2 separate regions of the Mus musculus genome follow, and region 1 is linked to region 2. Evidence: chromatin contacts called from public Hi-C data. All regions are on one chromosome and are shown on one strand. The core of a region is the stretch at or near the end of the contact, and the rest is flanking DNA. Distances in the headings are between cores, read along the strand shown. Region 1 holds the start of Prima1 (proline rich membrane anchor 1). Region 2 overlaps Prima1 (proline rich membrane anchor 1).

Region 1 (3,339 bases), core at 277-2,776, 36 kb after region 2:
GTGATGTATCAAGCAAACAAGTACTGGCCCCATAACAAGCAGGAAGGAGAAAACCAGGATCAGACCTTAAGTTTCTTGTTTAGTCACCTTGCTGGTAAAGGACTGGTCAACGGGGGTTTAAGGGCAGGACTAGAGAACATCCCATCCAATCACCTCGAGTAACTGGAGTTAGTGGGGGCTTGGTCTCTGTCCTGAAGACTGGGAGGTCAAAGGTGAGGGTTTGTCCTCCAGCAGTCTTGACAGACTGTGTTTTGCATGAATCGTGGGTCACCATCCACCTCCCCAGCCACCACTTAGAAGAAACACAGCCCTTACCCCAGGTTGGAGACAGTTAGTTGGAAGGCTAATTTGAAGTTTAGGGGTCGAATCTGGTAGGAAACAAGGCACCACTGTGGGATTTTTTTTTTGGGGGGGGGTTGGGTTTTTTTTGGTATTGTTGTTTGTTTGTTTATAAGTTTGTTTCTTTCCATAAAAGCTGCAGTAGAGTTCACTATGAGGTCTTAGCACCTTCCTATATCACGTTCATTCAGTACTGCAGGCCTTAGGCCACAACTGAGACTCTTTGCAAAGTTTCTTATTTTTTTTCAGGGTCAGAGCATGTTATACTTGACCAGTTTTTCTTCCTCCCCAAGTATCCCCAAGACCACTCAGTAGGTGGCTGTAGGGGGAGCTCTGAAGTGACCCTACCCCCTTCCCAGGAGGCCTCTGCCCGCTTCTCACCTGAACTAAACCCCAGAGTGGGTGCAGCGCACAGTGCAGCAGAAGTGAGGGCCAGCAGCAGCCATGGCGCAGCACCAGGTCCCGGAGTAGCATCTCGGCCTGCGGCGCCCACTGGTGAGCTAACTGTCAAGGGAGCAAGGCTTGAGTCAGGTGGACACTGCATAAACCATAGCACCAATTCAAGAACCAACTCGATGAGGACTCACTTGCCCCGCACTTTGGGGCACCTGCGCAAAGCAAGTCTTCATCTTCCTTCCAGTGCGCACACACTTGCTGACTCTCGGTGCTTCCCAGAACTCACACCTACCTATCCTGGAGCACACCCCCTCCCCTTCAGAATACCGCATGCACACCTTGATCCCGTGCACACCCCCAGAAACATCCAAACACACTTATTGAACCTCATACAAACCCAGAAACGGCCATGCACAACTCTGACTAGGAGTACGCTTCAAACCCAGAGTGAATCACTCACTCTGCGCGCGCACGCACTGTGACCCCCATGCACCGCCACCGACTCCCGTCCGCACACTTGACTCTGCTTGCACAGTACCACCAAATCACTCGCTGCATGTAGTCTTTCTGCCCCAGGGACTTCAGTGCGCACACTGTCTCATAGGCACCTCCGTACGTGCCCCCATTTGCCGCCCAAACCCCAGCTCCTGTTCCCGGGCAGGCGTAGGTTTTCCTGCACGCCCCCATCACCGCCCGCACCCCTCCGATGCCTCACGCCACCTTGCCTGGTGGCGACCCCCACCGATCGTCGACACGGAGAAGGGAGGTCAGGGTTGCCCCCACAGCAGCTCTGCTCTCAGCAGCCGGACGGCCCCCATTTAAAGCCAGCCGCCTCCCCAGTCCCCCGCCCTCTAGGCGGGGCCTCTAAGCTCACCCTGGCGGCTGCGCGCGCGCTCGGGGGCTTCACTTGCAGAGGACGAGCGCGGGGCGCTGGAGCAAAAGTTTGCGCGCTGCTTGGGCCTCCAGGGCAGCTGATCTGGGAGACCGGGGCGCGGCGCACTCGCACGGAGCTCCAGGCTCCGCTTGGCCGCGCGCGGGCCGGGAAAGGCGGCCACTTCCGAGGTCGGGCAGCCCAGGCAGAGGGTGGGGAAAGTGTCCTCGGGTCCTCCGCGAGCGGGCCGCAGGAGTCCTCCTTCAGCCCAGCCACGGGTCCCTGCGCCGCCCCGGTCCCCGCCCTTCCTGGTGGCGCCGAGCGGCTGCCCGGGGCGCAGGGTGCCCGGGGCCCGCGGGAGGCAGCGGGCGAGAGGCGCCGGCCCGGAGCACCCGCTCCGGCAGCAGGGCCGCGGGCGGAGGCGAAATAAATAATGCACGAAAAAGGAAAACAGACGTGAGCGGAGCCAGAGCCTCGCCCGCCTCCCTCCCGGGCTGCACTCCCGCCCGCGCTCCCCGCTGCCGCGGCCGCCAGCGCCGCTGCAGTGATTCCTCGTCTCCATCTAGCGAGGCTATTGTGTATTGGGCGCTTAATAATTTATTTATTCACCCTAGAGGCCGAGGACTCCCAGTGACAGTGGCAACCTGCTTCTGCTTGCCCTTCCCTCAAGTTCATCCCCCAGGCTGCGGGAAGGTGGTAGTAAGGTCTGACTAGTGGGGACCCCGTCTGTACACTATCATAGCGGCGCCCCCTTTCCCCTGTGTGTGCTGAGCTAGGATGGTGCTGGCTAGCCCTCCAAAGCAATGTGCCTGACCTCCCTCCATTTGGCAATCATGACCTCGGGACCTCTCTATTAACTCCGCTGTGTCTTAGGGGGAGTTGTGACATTTCAGGGAAAGCCTTCTCCCCAGGACTTTTCCTCCACTATCCACAAACTCCTGTTTGATGCAAGATTATCAACAAGTCGGTTCTTCAGGAAGGAGCTGGTTGCATCTCGTTCAAACAAGCTGCATGCTGCTCCTTCCTACAGGAGCCTTCCCAGGCGCCACGCAGGCGCCCTGCTCATCTGGTGATAGCGCTTTATTAAATGCTCTGATTGATGTTCCCTGGAGGTGGGGGTGTGACCATTCCAGTCAAAGTCGCAAAGAGCTGGGCAATTCTGCCTGGGGTTAGGTAAGAGAACCGGAGGCTTATAACCGAGGGTAGATACCACAGCCCACTGGTTAAGAAAGTTACTTAGTTCCCCTTGGCTGTCCCCAAGTCACTCCAGGTAAACTCACAAAAGTACAAAGTGCTTTGCAAAGCAGGTTTCAGACCAATTCTCCTGCAGCTTCCTTCATCAGAGCACAGCAGCAAGGCCTCCCCTTCTTAGTGCGTACCTAGCTGATGAACTTGTGAGCCCCCACACATGCCCAGTTCTACTAGAGAGACTGGCACAGCAGATGTGAATGAGGCCTTCCCTTACCAAGAACCGGGGAGGGGAAGGTCAGAGGACCATGTCAACATGTTGCCAACACTGTGATGCTCCACTGTCATCGAGACAGGGGCCTACACTGATCAAGAGAATGAAGACAAAGTGGTCCAGGGCTGTGGGAATATGCCAGCAGGTCTGGTAGTCCCGTGGACAAAAATATGGAGACATTTGTCCCTTTGTTTATCCAGTCATTTGTTTTGTATAATATTTACAAACACCTAGTTGCAGGAAATATGAAAAAAAATGAACCACCAACTCT
Region 2 (3,674 bases), core at 1,037-3,536:
AAGAGACTGCTTATTTCTCCCATGACCCCCAGTAAAACAAAGAGAGAGCCCATCTCTGTCCCAGAGGCCTGGGTATTAACAAAAGGACTGAGGGTGAGGAGGCAGAGGGAAGGTGAGGGAAGAGAGGAGTGGGCAGACCACACAGACGGACAGACAGACAGATAGGCTGCACAAGAATCACAGCTGTATCTCCAGCTCTGTACTAGGCATCCTGAAGGAGGCCACAGCATGTACAGAGCCAGTGAAAGATGCCCGTGAACCCAGGGATGTGTCCAGGGGGAATCCTGCCTGTTAACAGACCTTCCGACAGCTTTAACAGATGTCTACACCAGTAGAAGCCACACTCATGGTTCCTAAGACTTTCAAAATACCCTTGAGTCTCTTCCTCAACAACCCCTAACCTGGGACAGCCATCCTAACGATGGCTAAAATAATAGATAAGATTTATTTGCTCCTGGCACTCATGTAAATCAGATCACATGAAAGGCATTCTAGCTTGTGTCTGTTTGTTTGTTTGTTTGTTCTTACATCTGCTTTATTTATTTAGCAACGTTGGGATTTACCAAGGTAGTTATACAGTTCAGTAGTTTCCCCTTTTTTTGTGGATGAGTTGTGTGTGTGTGTGTGTGTGTGTGTGTGTGTGTGTGTGTGTGTGACAACTGTTTGTCCATTTACCTGCTGATGGACTCTTAGGCTGTTTGCAGATTTTTGGTCTGTAAGAGAAGCTTCAACAAGTGTCTGTGAGGGAGTCTTTTGTATATACAGAGGTGTTTCATGTGCTTCTTGAGTAAACACATTTTAATATGGCCCTATGGGTGTGTGTTTATGTGTGTATGTGTGATGTGTGTGATTAATATCATAAGCAAACACCTAGATGTCTTTCCCAGATGTTCCCACTCTGGTACCCTCCCAGGCAGAACCAAGAACAAGCAGACTAGAGAGAAGGAAGATCCAGGAAGACATTCTATGACTTCCAGGGGATCGGTCGGGGCTGCCCATTAACAAATGTACTGTCCCCAGCATGGACCTCAGCTCCTCACAGGTCCTGAGTCGAACCACTCTGGGTGATACACTGAGGCAAGGACCAGGCTGCTGTCAGCTGGCTGGAGCTGGTCTTAGGTACTAAGTCCCTGTGGACTCTGAAGGATGCTGAAGAGCCAGCAGGATGCTCATGTTCTCATTCATGAGCTCAGTCAATGATTTGGTTGATAGAGAAAAAAAAATCAAACTTCAAATCTCCACCTTTGAGAGCATCCTTGACTTGGCAGAGTCTTCTCGGGGTAAACTGATGGAGCTTAGCTCCCTGCCCACGGCTGCAGTGTCTATACTGTTCCAGCACCTGCAAAGGACTGCCCCTTCTTTTCATGGATGAGGAAGCTCTTCTGTGACTCTGTCCCAGGTGCTGACCTCTTTGGGGGGCATCCACCCAGCATGTTACAGCTGCCGTCTTCCTGTGTGTAGTTTCAGTGTGTGGCTACACCTCGGCCTAGTGTCCCAGAGCACAGAAAGGGGAAGGTGTTCTTTTGGGTCACTACAACAAATGATCTCATCAGCTAGGGATGGTCACAATGAGCTAGATGCACCTAAGTTAGAATTGTCCCTCAAAGGTGCCAGCAAAGCCCTCCTTAGAGATTCCGTCCACAAGCCAGGTTTTAAGCCTCGGTCTGGAATTTGGCAGAGCCAAATTTCCTTACACTTAAGGTGGGGATTTTCTTTTGACGGTCCTTTTTCAAAGCATTGCTACTAGAAGCAGCTAGCTCTGGTTGTGTGCCCTTCTGTCTGAGACCAGTGGGACCCAGTAGGTGCAGATGAGCACTGCACATGCAGAAGGAGACAGCCCATCGTGAAGAGGAGTCCTTTCCAGAGACCTAGTTGAAGCACAAGTCACAGATTTTGTTCACAAAGCCAAAGATAGATTCGAAGATGGCATTCGCATTTGTCCTTGCTTGAGTTGACTAGAGAATGCCGGGGCTAGAGGAAGCCCGGGTGTTGTCACTTCAGGACAGAGATTGAACATTGAAGCAACTTATGTGAGGACTGGAGAGGGGCCCTGAAGCTGTTGGAGCTTCTTCATACTAGCTCTGTCACTGCCTCAGTTTTCCTCAGTACCCCTGCAAAGACGATTACCAGGTGGGCAGGCTGGAGGCTCATAATTAGAGGTAGCCTCCTCCTAGTGCTCATTCATGTGTGCGTGCATGCATTCCCTTGGACACGAACTGAGCATGCTCAGTGTTTACTGCTAAGCGCTGGGGGGCGGGGGGGGGGACACAGAGATGAATCAGACACAAGCTGTCCTTGGCCAGACCTGGCGCCAGCTGCCTCGGGATGATTATGAAGCTGACTAAGACCTGATCCTCTTGCAATGAGGAACCAGCAATCTCCAGAAGAAGAGACAGCATGCATAGACTGCCAGCCAGTAGCCAAGGAAAGGGCAACCTGCACTTTGAGATGGCAATCCTAGGTGACAGGCAGGTGGCCAGGCAGGGGAACGCCAAGGCTCAGGAAAGAGCTGCTGTTTTCTGTCATTCCCTTTAAACATGACAGAAAGGCAGGAGCTGTCACCTCAGGAGTCATGTCACCCTTTCCTGAGCCCCAGAGAAGTTGACCTATCAGTCAGCAATTCTGACCTAGTGCAGATGATGGTCAGGTAGCCACAGGGGCACTGGGGAAGGGCCCAGGCTCAAGTCTGCTGTGCCAAGAGAGTCTTGTTCTTTCTAGTCAGCCTATGCCTCATGAAACGGCTGGGAATTCCCAACCTGGACTAGGCCCTGGACACCATGGTTAAAAGCTTTCAGAGTTCTCCTTCAAGGCAACACAGGGTATGGGAGTGTGTTTTGCTGACTCTCCTGAAATATCCAGAAAGTTCCAAATATACGAAACAATGAGCAACAAGACAGTGGCCCACAGAGAGCTTAGCTTAAGACCTGGAGCTCTGAAGCCATTAAAAAAAATGTATCAAGATGTAGGCACAGGCCAGGAGTTTCTGAAAAAGACTCAGAGCCCAGGAAATAAACTTAAGAACCACCCATAGTGATCATACACCACTAAGAATCGTTTGCACAGCAAAGCAAACCATCGTCAGAGTGAAGAGATGACCTGCTAAAAGTCTTTGCCGTCCACACATCAGATGGGATTATCCAGATTATATAAAGAGCTGAAAAAAAATTTGACAAGCCACCCAATCAATAAGTGGGCCAATGAGCTAAATAGAAAGTTCCTGAAAGAAATGGAAGTGGTCAATAAGTCCCTGGTGTCCAACATCCTGAGCCATCAAGGAAATGCAAATTAAAACAACTCTGAGATTCCTTCTCGAACCTGTCTGAATGGGTAAGGGGAGGAGGGGTCTGGATCCTGGAGGTGGGGATGCAAAGGGGGGCAGACCTAAGGGGACTGAGAGTAGCTGCCTCGCAGAAACCTAACACTAGAAACAACACACAGCTCTACTGCATCACTGGGTCCACGTCCGAAGGAATCTAATTCCTGCCACGGACTGGCTTATCCATCCATGTTCATTAGCCAAGACATGGGACTAACCTAGGTGTCTATCAGCAGATGAACAGATAAAGAAAGCATGGTCCATCCAATGGGACTTACTTCAGCTGTAAAGAAAGATGAAGCCTTTATATCTGAAAACAAAATGAAACAGAACAAACAAACCAACAAACCAAGGATGA

What was found. Hi-C and Micro-C count contacts between places; a contact is called where the count stands out from the background.
Region 1: a contact with region 2 is called in a Hi-C map of the N1E-115 cell line, with 4 times the contacts expected there. The contact joins the promoter of Prima1 here to the enhancer-like site in region 2. A contact is called at or near these places in 1 of 39 promoter capture datasets (hippocampal neurons), 9 of 484 Hi-C or Micro-C datasets (the N1E-115 cell line, brain, cerebral cortex and 6 more), 4 of 115 datasets of contacts at active chromatin or transcription factors (double positive thymocytes, embryonic stem cells and neural progenitor cells) and 3 of 9 other capture datasets (adipose tissue, liver and pancreatic islet).

What each region holds. Positions count from the first base shown.
Region 1 is chr12:103,240,620-103,243,958 of GRCm38.p6, forward strand. Prima1 (proline rich membrane anchor 1) reads right to left here and starts at 1,527. Exons shown (of 5, transcript NM_133364.2): 1 at 1,456-1,527; 2 at 721-843. The coding sequence starts at 813.
Region 2 is chr12:103,203,440-103,207,113 of GRCm38.p6, forward strand. All of the region lies in intron 3 of Prima1 (proline rich membrane anchor 1), which reads right to left. Among named protein-coding and RNA genes, the nearest start is that of Prima1, 37 kb to the right of the region's middle. Within about 2 kb of position 2,287, at least 9 of the 459 cell types and tissues checked have an H3K27ac peak or open chromatin away from gene starts, as enhancers often do. A contact at or near this core is called in the N1E-115 cell line and cerebral cortex, where this site is marked.